Linked DNA regions of Mus musculus: region 2 is linked to region 1. A link is a contact called in public Hi-C data. All regions are on one chromosome and are shown on one strand. The core of a region is the stretch at or near the end of the contact, and the rest is flanking DNA. Distances in the headings are between cores, read along the strand shown.

The links. A called contact is a pair of places that touch in the nucleus more often than the background predicts.
Region 2: a Hi-C map of neural stem cells shows a contact between it and region 1, with 2.3 times the contacts expected there. The contact joins the promoter of Dennd5a here to the enhancer-like site in region 1. A contact is called at or near these places in 3 of 39 promoter capture datasets (hippocampal neurons and liver), 1 of 15 datasets of contacts at CTCF or cohesin (CD8 T cells), 27 of 484 Hi-C or Micro-C datasets (the AML12 cell line, CD8 T cells, the G1E-ER4 cell line and 21 more), 8 of 115 datasets of contacts at active chromatin or transcription factors (CD8 T cells, bone marrow-derived dendritic cells, cardiomyocytes and 4 more) and 3 of 9 other capture datasets (adipose tissue, liver and pancreatic islet).

Annotation. Positions count from the first base shown.
Region 1 is chr7:109,923,203-109,927,098 of GRCm38.p6, forward strand. Dennd5a (DENN/MADD domain containing 5A) reads right to left here. Exons shown (of 23, transcript NM_021494.1): 5 at 3,625-3,812. Among named protein-coding and RNA genes, the nearest start is that of Dennd5a, 35 kb to the right of the region's middle. Within about 2 kb of position 1,384, at least 27 of the 459 cell types and tissues checked have an H3K27ac peak or open chromatin away from gene starts, as enhancers often do. A contact at or near this core is called in cortical glia, neural progenitor cells, neural stem cells and 1 more, where this site is marked.
Region 2 is chr7:109,958,721-109,962,231 of GRCm38.p6, forward strand. It overlaps Dennd5a (DENN/MADD domain containing 5A), which reads right to left and starts at 1,702. Exons shown (of 23, transcript NM_021494.1): 1 at 1,354-1,702. The coding sequence starts at 1,462.

The DNA.
Region 1 (3,896 bases), core at 134-2,633:
TTTACGTTCTAAAAGAAGCAGGCAGAGGATAACATAAGCTCGCTAACACAGTCAATCCATAAAACTCATCTCCTACAGCTGCATTTTGAACGGACCCTGCATCGTTTATGCTGAGTGCATCAATCACCCTTCCAACCTGTGACGATAAAAGAAAGCTTTCCATCTCAAACATCCAAAAACTAAGAAGAACCACTTTAAACCTTACTTCTGAGTTCCTCCAACTAGATAATGTTGACTCTGCCTAATTAAAGGCCAACAAATATTTATAACCTAAAAATAGACTACTTTTTTTAACATTATTAATGCTCTTAGGCCAAGCCATCAAAAAAGAAAATCAAAACAAAATCAACTCATCTAGTCAAGGGTCCTTTACAAAGCTGACAAAATGAAAGGCACACATTTTCATCTCTTACCCCTTGGCTCATCTTTTAAAAAGAGGGTTGGGGGCAGTTTTTCCAACCAGAATCAGGAAAGCAACTAAAATATCTAGATCCACCCAATAATGCTTGGTAGCTTCTCTCCCACTGCTGTGAGTCAAATAGAGAGTGTCCATAAAGAATTCTTATTTATTTATTTAATCTGTACGGATGCTTTGCCTGTGTCAGGTCTTAGGCAGTACACATATCCAGCCTTAGTCCAATTCCAGCTCCTACAGGAGGATTTCCGGTGGTTAGATAAAAGTCAGCATTCCTCAGGAACTTGTAAAACAGGCTCCAAATCAGCCAAAGGAGTCATTTCCCTTGCTTTTGGCAAATGGGACAAGAGGCTCCATTGACTTATGCCTGCAGTTATCAGCATATCCAAGTCCACACTAGCCTCCAGGCTCCTCACTCAGACCTCTTTCACACATTTCAAAGCCCCTCACCACCCTTCTCACCACCACCCCAAACCCTCAGCCCTCCTGCAGCTACTCATCCTCCTTATAACACAATATTTTCTGCTACCACCCTCTTAGCCCTACTTCCCTAGCCCTTCATGTCTAGTCTGCTTCTTTTTCTCTCTAGTTTGGACTCTTCCACAAGGCTGTGGTTATTTTCTCTTTTATTCACAATAAAAACCTCCCTCTAATCATGGATGGCGCGTTTGATGCTTTCTTCATTGCCCCTCTTCCCATACGGCTGGACGCATGTCTGGGCATCATAAGTGTGTTTGGTACCTGGGGAAGTCAGAAGAGGGCATCAGATCCCCTGAACTAGCACCACCATGTGGGTTCTAGGAATGGAAGAATAGCCAATGCTCTTCACCACTGAGCTATCTCTCCAGCCCCATCTATAAAGAACTTTATCAAGCCCAAATTCTGTGGATGCCCTGATGAGAGGTGGCTGAGGAGCACAGCTCAGGCACACACTTCAGAGGTGGCTAAGATACACAGGAACCGCTAAGTAGACCTCTTCACTCGTCATTCTGCACAACAGGGCCAAAAAGGGAGGGGTAAGAGGGCAAAATGAAAAAAGAGGCCATTTAACTTCTAGGCTCATAAAACAGTCTCATGCTGTTTCCTCTCAGCACAGGCTGGCAGCTGAAGCAATTTATAAACCTATGATCAAATCTGCAAGCATCGCCAGCGGCACCTGTGTGACTTTTTTTTGCGAAGATGCAAAACGTGGCAGACACTGAAGCCAAACAATCAGTTCTCTGCTCACCTCTGCCATGATGAAAGGGAGCATGGTAAGACAGCCACTGTCTAAGGTATTCCTCATGAATCCTCCAGATCCCAAAACTCTCCTGAACTCTTCCTTCAAAGGGCCACAGTGCCCTTTGCCAACCTCAGATGCCAAGCCAAATCAGTTCTCCCTCAGTACCTCTGTGAGTTCATCACTGAGGCACTTCAGCACATAGGATCCTACTGGAAAGCTACTGAGAGTGTCCCCAGAGAAGACAGGGACAGCCCCTTGCTGGTATTCTGTCTAAACTCCACCCCCACAGTTCCTGGCAGCAGCCAGGTATGCTCTGCCCCACAGTTACCTGGCAACAGCCAGGTAGGCTTGGCCCAGTATAAAAGGGGCCACTTGGCCTCTCCTCTCACTCTTACACTCTTGCCTCTCTTGCCTCTTGCCCCCTCGTCCCCCTTCTCATTCCCTGCCTCCCTCTCTCCATAGCCGACTTTCACTTATCTACTCTCTCCTTCTCTCTGCCTTTCTCTGCCTCTACTACTCTCTTAACTCCCCTCTCCATGCCCTAAATAAACTCTATTCTATACTTTACTGGGGTGTGTCTGGTCCCTCAGGGGGAAGGGATGCCTCAGCATGGGCATCCCCTCCCCCACACCCCACCAGAACATATTCTTATAGTTCTTTCTCTTTTTATGATCACAACATCCTTCCCTCACTCTAATGCTCTCAAGCTTACTTTCTGACATGGCTGCATCTTCAGACAATGAAACCCCAAAGAGAAGCCAAAACAAAAGATGCCTCACCAGACCAGCTCAGGCTCTCATTTGCTCAAGGCCACTGAGATCATGTGTTGGTGTTAAAAAGAACAAAGGGCTTTTTTACAGACTTCTGATGGCCAAAGATACGGCTGCAGCTGATGAATTCTAATTTGAGGGTCTAAGAAATGAACACTCTTCTACAGAAAGTGTCTTTCTACTCCAGGCTTACCACCTCAGTATCCTGCTGCTACCTGGCACAGAACCACAGTAAGGTCCTCCATCCTGCTGTCACACTCCCCTCCAACAGCGGAGTTTAAAGACCCCTTATAGTCCAAAGATGTCAACTAAAATGCTAAATTACCTGAGGGATAAAATGTGAGCTCATGCTTCCTTTACTGCTCGTTTTATGTACTATGGACATGTGTTCTTTTGAGAATAACAGAAAAGTGTGTTTCAAGGATACCATTACTCTTACCTCATCTTGTGTAATGTTTTACTTTTTAAAATACTGACCCGCAGCTCTTTACCCCCACAGAGGTTGTCTGCTATAAATCAGGGTAGAAAATATTCAGCTAAGGAACTGCCCGCAAAACTGTGTGGCCTGGGTGAATGGGACTCTAAGGCCATAGACAGCTGCTTTGGGAGGGCATGTCAGTGCCCTGCCTCCCACTGTCTACTTCTCCCCAAGCAGACCACAGCGGGAGGCCAGAAACTCAAGTGCAAAGGCTGTTCCAACGATGGAGAAAGCCACATAGCAGAGCGTCCACACACCAGAACACACAGAACACTGGGGTCTCTTACACAAACAATTCCTCCAACATTAAGAACACTGCTGGTTTCCGAGCAACTTCTTTATATACCCACGTGCCTAAAGTGCATGGAGAATGAAGATGAAGAGTCCTAAGGGGGACAGAATTTGTCCCAGGAATACAAGTATATATTAGCCATAGATGGCAATAAAACTGAGAAACATGTTTGAAAAAATAATGTGTATGGGGGAAAAAAAGCAATAATAAAAAATAAAAACATACTGGGTACATCACATGATGATGGAGTAATATAAATTTGGGACTAACGGTTCACTGTATTTTTTCCTGAAGTTATTCATGTTCCCTGTCCCTGTCTCCAAGCCTCCCCTCCCCCCACTCGCCCCCAAAAGGCCCTTGGTGGCACCATGCTGGGCTCCTCCCAGAATCTTCATCTCCCCCAAGCTGGAGAGGGTGAGTGGCACAGCACTTGACTTCTCTTCTCACCTCCTGAGGCAGCTCCAACTTGGAGCGGTCATCCAGGCCGTTGGAATGCAAGCCCATCAGGTATGGTACAGGAGCATCTAAGAAATGCAGGAGAGAAGCTGGGAGGATGGGGACATAGACATGCTGCCACTGGAAAGGAAACATCAGAGCTGTAATTGTCTCCGCCACAGTCATCAGTCTCTGGTAATCTAAGTCAGAGGGAAAAAAAACAACAGAATAAGCATATTCAACAAACCAGTCAACTGAGACACTTGCTTCTCAAAGAGAAAGCT
Region 2 (3,511 bases), core at 452-2,951, 36 kb after region 1:
TTTGAGCTTGGACTACTCAGGCTAGAACAAAGGCTTAGCTAGGATCAGCCCATTCCTACTTCAGGGTGTTGTATAAGGCATCAGTTTCTCATAGTTTTAAAAGACAATCCAGCTTTATCATCTGAAGTGTGCACTCTTTTTTTTCCCCATAAGAAACAGTGGAATTCACCAGGCAGTAGTGTTGCACTCCTTTAATCCCAGCACCCAAGAGTCAGAGGCAGGCAAATCTCTGACTTTGAGGCCACACTGGCCTACAGAGTGTGTTTTAATACAACTAGAGCTACACCAAGAAACCAGTGGGGGGTTGGAGAGATAAGGAGGAGAAAGAGGAAGACAAGGAGGAGGAGGAGGAAGAAGAAGAATCGGAGGAGAAACAAACAAACAAACTGGAGTGACAAAAAAAAAAAAATCCAAGACTGGATGATCACTTTCAATAGAGAAACTGTACGGTGTTCAATGACTACCACATCGTGACAGAAAGGGGGAGAGGAGTTTCCCTCATCGAATCAGCATGACATAACTTTAAAGTCTAACACGACAAGCCTCCAACCACTGAAACCTGCTTACTGGCCACCCAAAAACTTTTCAAAACTGTTGCAACTCCAATGTGGGCGCGCAGGAATTCACCGGGGATTTTATAATTCTTACACCTTCAAGCAATGGGTGCCAAATCTCATCAGGGCCTCACTGTCACTCCCCCATCACTTCCTCTTCGAAAGATAACTTGAGAGGCATCACAACACTGCACAACCTGTCCAACTGGGACGCGCTGCCTTCATTCACAAATGACCCTCGCCTGGTAAAGGACATTAACTTAAAAAACAAACAACAACAACAACAACAACAAAAGCATGGCCCTGGGTACAAGTTCTTTTCTAGCGCCAAGAGAGAACCCGTTCTTGGTGTAACCCGGTTCAATTTGTCACTTCACGTCCGATCAAGAGGGGCAGAACTGTGAAGGAAAAGCCCGGGCCTGGCCTGCTCAGGAGTGAGTTATAACGGTTTTGAGGAACTGGTCTCGCCGGCTTCTTGGGAAGAGGCCAAATAAACTCATCAAGTTTTTGTTTTGCTCTTTTGAAAAGTCTGGGTGGGACTAACTCTCACTAGGAAGTGGGCTAACTTCTTTCCTCCCAAAAGGGTGCTAGAAGGCAAGCTTCCCTTCATTGTGGACTAAGCCCCTCGACCTCTGAGCGCACCCAGCGTCCGCGTCTCCCCAGGTTGCCGACGCGGCGACCACCGCGCGGGGGGCAGCAGGCCCGCGGGACCCGCGTCCCGTCTGCTCGCCCGACCCTCACTGGGCTCCCGGGACAAAGCGGGCCCCGCGGGCCCTAGCCCGGGCTCGCGCGCACTCACCCGACAGCTCGTCCGGCTCCAGCCCGGTCTCGGTGTCCAGCCCGCAGATGACAAAATAGTCGGCGAAGCGACTGGGCGCCGAGCCCCCTCCGCCGCCGCCGCCGCTCATGGCTCCGGGCCGAGCGGGGCAAGCCGCGCGGAGCCGAGCCCCCGCCCCCGGCCGCCCGCCCGCCCTCAGCCGCCGCTCCCTCCGCCGCCGCTACCGAGGCTCCGGCCGCCGCCCCCGGGCCTCGCCGGGTCCTAGCGGCCGCCGCTGCCGTGCCGGGGCAGGGGGGCGCCGGGCCACCCCGCGCCGCATCCTGGACGCTGTCCTCTGCACCGCGGCCTGAGCAAGCCTGAGGAAGGGCGGAGAGCGGCCGCCCGCCCCACCGCGGCCCCCCACCCGCCGCCACCGCGTGCGCACGCGCGGTCGGGGAGGGGCGGTCGTCGGGCGCAAAGGATGACGTGATGCTCTTTGGGCCCCGGGGGCCTGGGCTTCCAGAGCAGCCACCACAGAGTGGCCAGCGGTCAGCTGCTGGGATCCCGCGACTGCAGCCACCTCCACGCGACTGCGACACCCTTTAGAGAAATCGGATGCGGTGTGCGGAAAGAGTGGGCCATGGTGGCTCGTGCTGGCCGTGTCACCGGCATAAGAGCTGCAGGGCTGAACTGTGAAGCCCACCGAATCCTGCTCCTATACTGTCACCACAGAGCAGCTTCTCCTTGTCACCTCTCCTCAGTGTCAGCTTTCCCCAATAGATCTGAGGAAACTCTGTTCTTTGGAGAGAGTGGGTCAGCTTATCTTCTATTTACCTTTAATTTGCAGATAGGGAAACTGAGGCTCAAAAAATGCAAGAAACAACCCTACGCTTGAATCCTGCGCTAGCTCACTGCCCCGCACCCCACAAGCAGGGCTTCTTCCATGCACCAAACTCTCCCCCTTTCATGAAGCCCCAGAAGTCTCCCTCCCCCTTCACTTAGTTCTTTTCATGCTCACAGAATTCTCTGTCCATTCATCCATCTATCCATCACCCTTCATTCATTCATTCATTCATTCATTCATTCCTTTCTTCCTTCTAGTGAGAATTTGCTTGTAGAAGAGAAAGGGTGGCTGAACAGGTGAAACCTCCTGGTCCTTGTCTCTTGTCTAAAGAACAGACCCTCTGACTTCATTTTCTACAGAAGCTAGCCAGATGTGTCTTCTTTTGGTGGTTGGTTGGTTGATTGATTTGATTTGGTTTTTTTGGATAGGGTCTCACTTATAGACCTGTCTGACCCAGAACTTGCTATGTACCTGTATTACCCTGATGCAATACTCTTTCTTCTGCCTGCTCAGTGCTGGGCTTAAAGGCCTGCATCATCACACCAGGCTCAGGTGGGTCTGTACTGTAACATCAGAGGCCAAGGAAGAGAAACTGTAGTGGCTGCTAGCATGGGCTCTAGAAACAGTCCCCCAGTTTGAATTCTGACTTATAATGTACAATATGATATTGGCAACTTACTTATGTAATTTCTAGGTGCCAACAGGCATGATTTTTGTCAAAGTACAAAATAAATGCATGTATAGGTAAAGTGGTGAGGATTATACCCAGAACATAGAAGGCACTCCATAAATATTATATACATTGTCATTGTTGTTACAGAATAGTGTGCGCCAGGTTTGCTCTGGCAGGCAGCCAGCTAAGGACTATAGAAGGCAATTGGCTTCCCCAAGGGCTGAACCTGGGCTCTCTCCTGGGTTCTGTCCCAGTATTCCTCTCAAGTACTGGATCCCTTTGGGAGGTTGGTTGAGAGGTCACAGCCAACATCACTGGAAACCATAGCATCTGCTCCCTATATCTAACCTGAGCGGCTGGGAGAAATCAAGAGGACTGGGTAGCTTTACAAAGTCCATCTGAAGTGATGATACTATAACCCACATGCTTGGGACTCAGAGTCTGTGCAGGGGGCTCAGAGAGCTTAATAAAGCAAAGAAAAGAACGCCTTTTGGTGCTGGGTCACGGTCATGGAAGGCTTCTGGTGATTCTAAGGATCAAATGTGTGCCCACAATAAAGAGTGGAAAAGCCAGACATTTAGGCAGCACTGAGGAATGTACTAATATGGAAGATGGGAAAGCCAGGTATAGTGGCGCAAACCTATAATCCCAGCATTCTGGAGCCCAAGCAAAAGGAGTGTGAA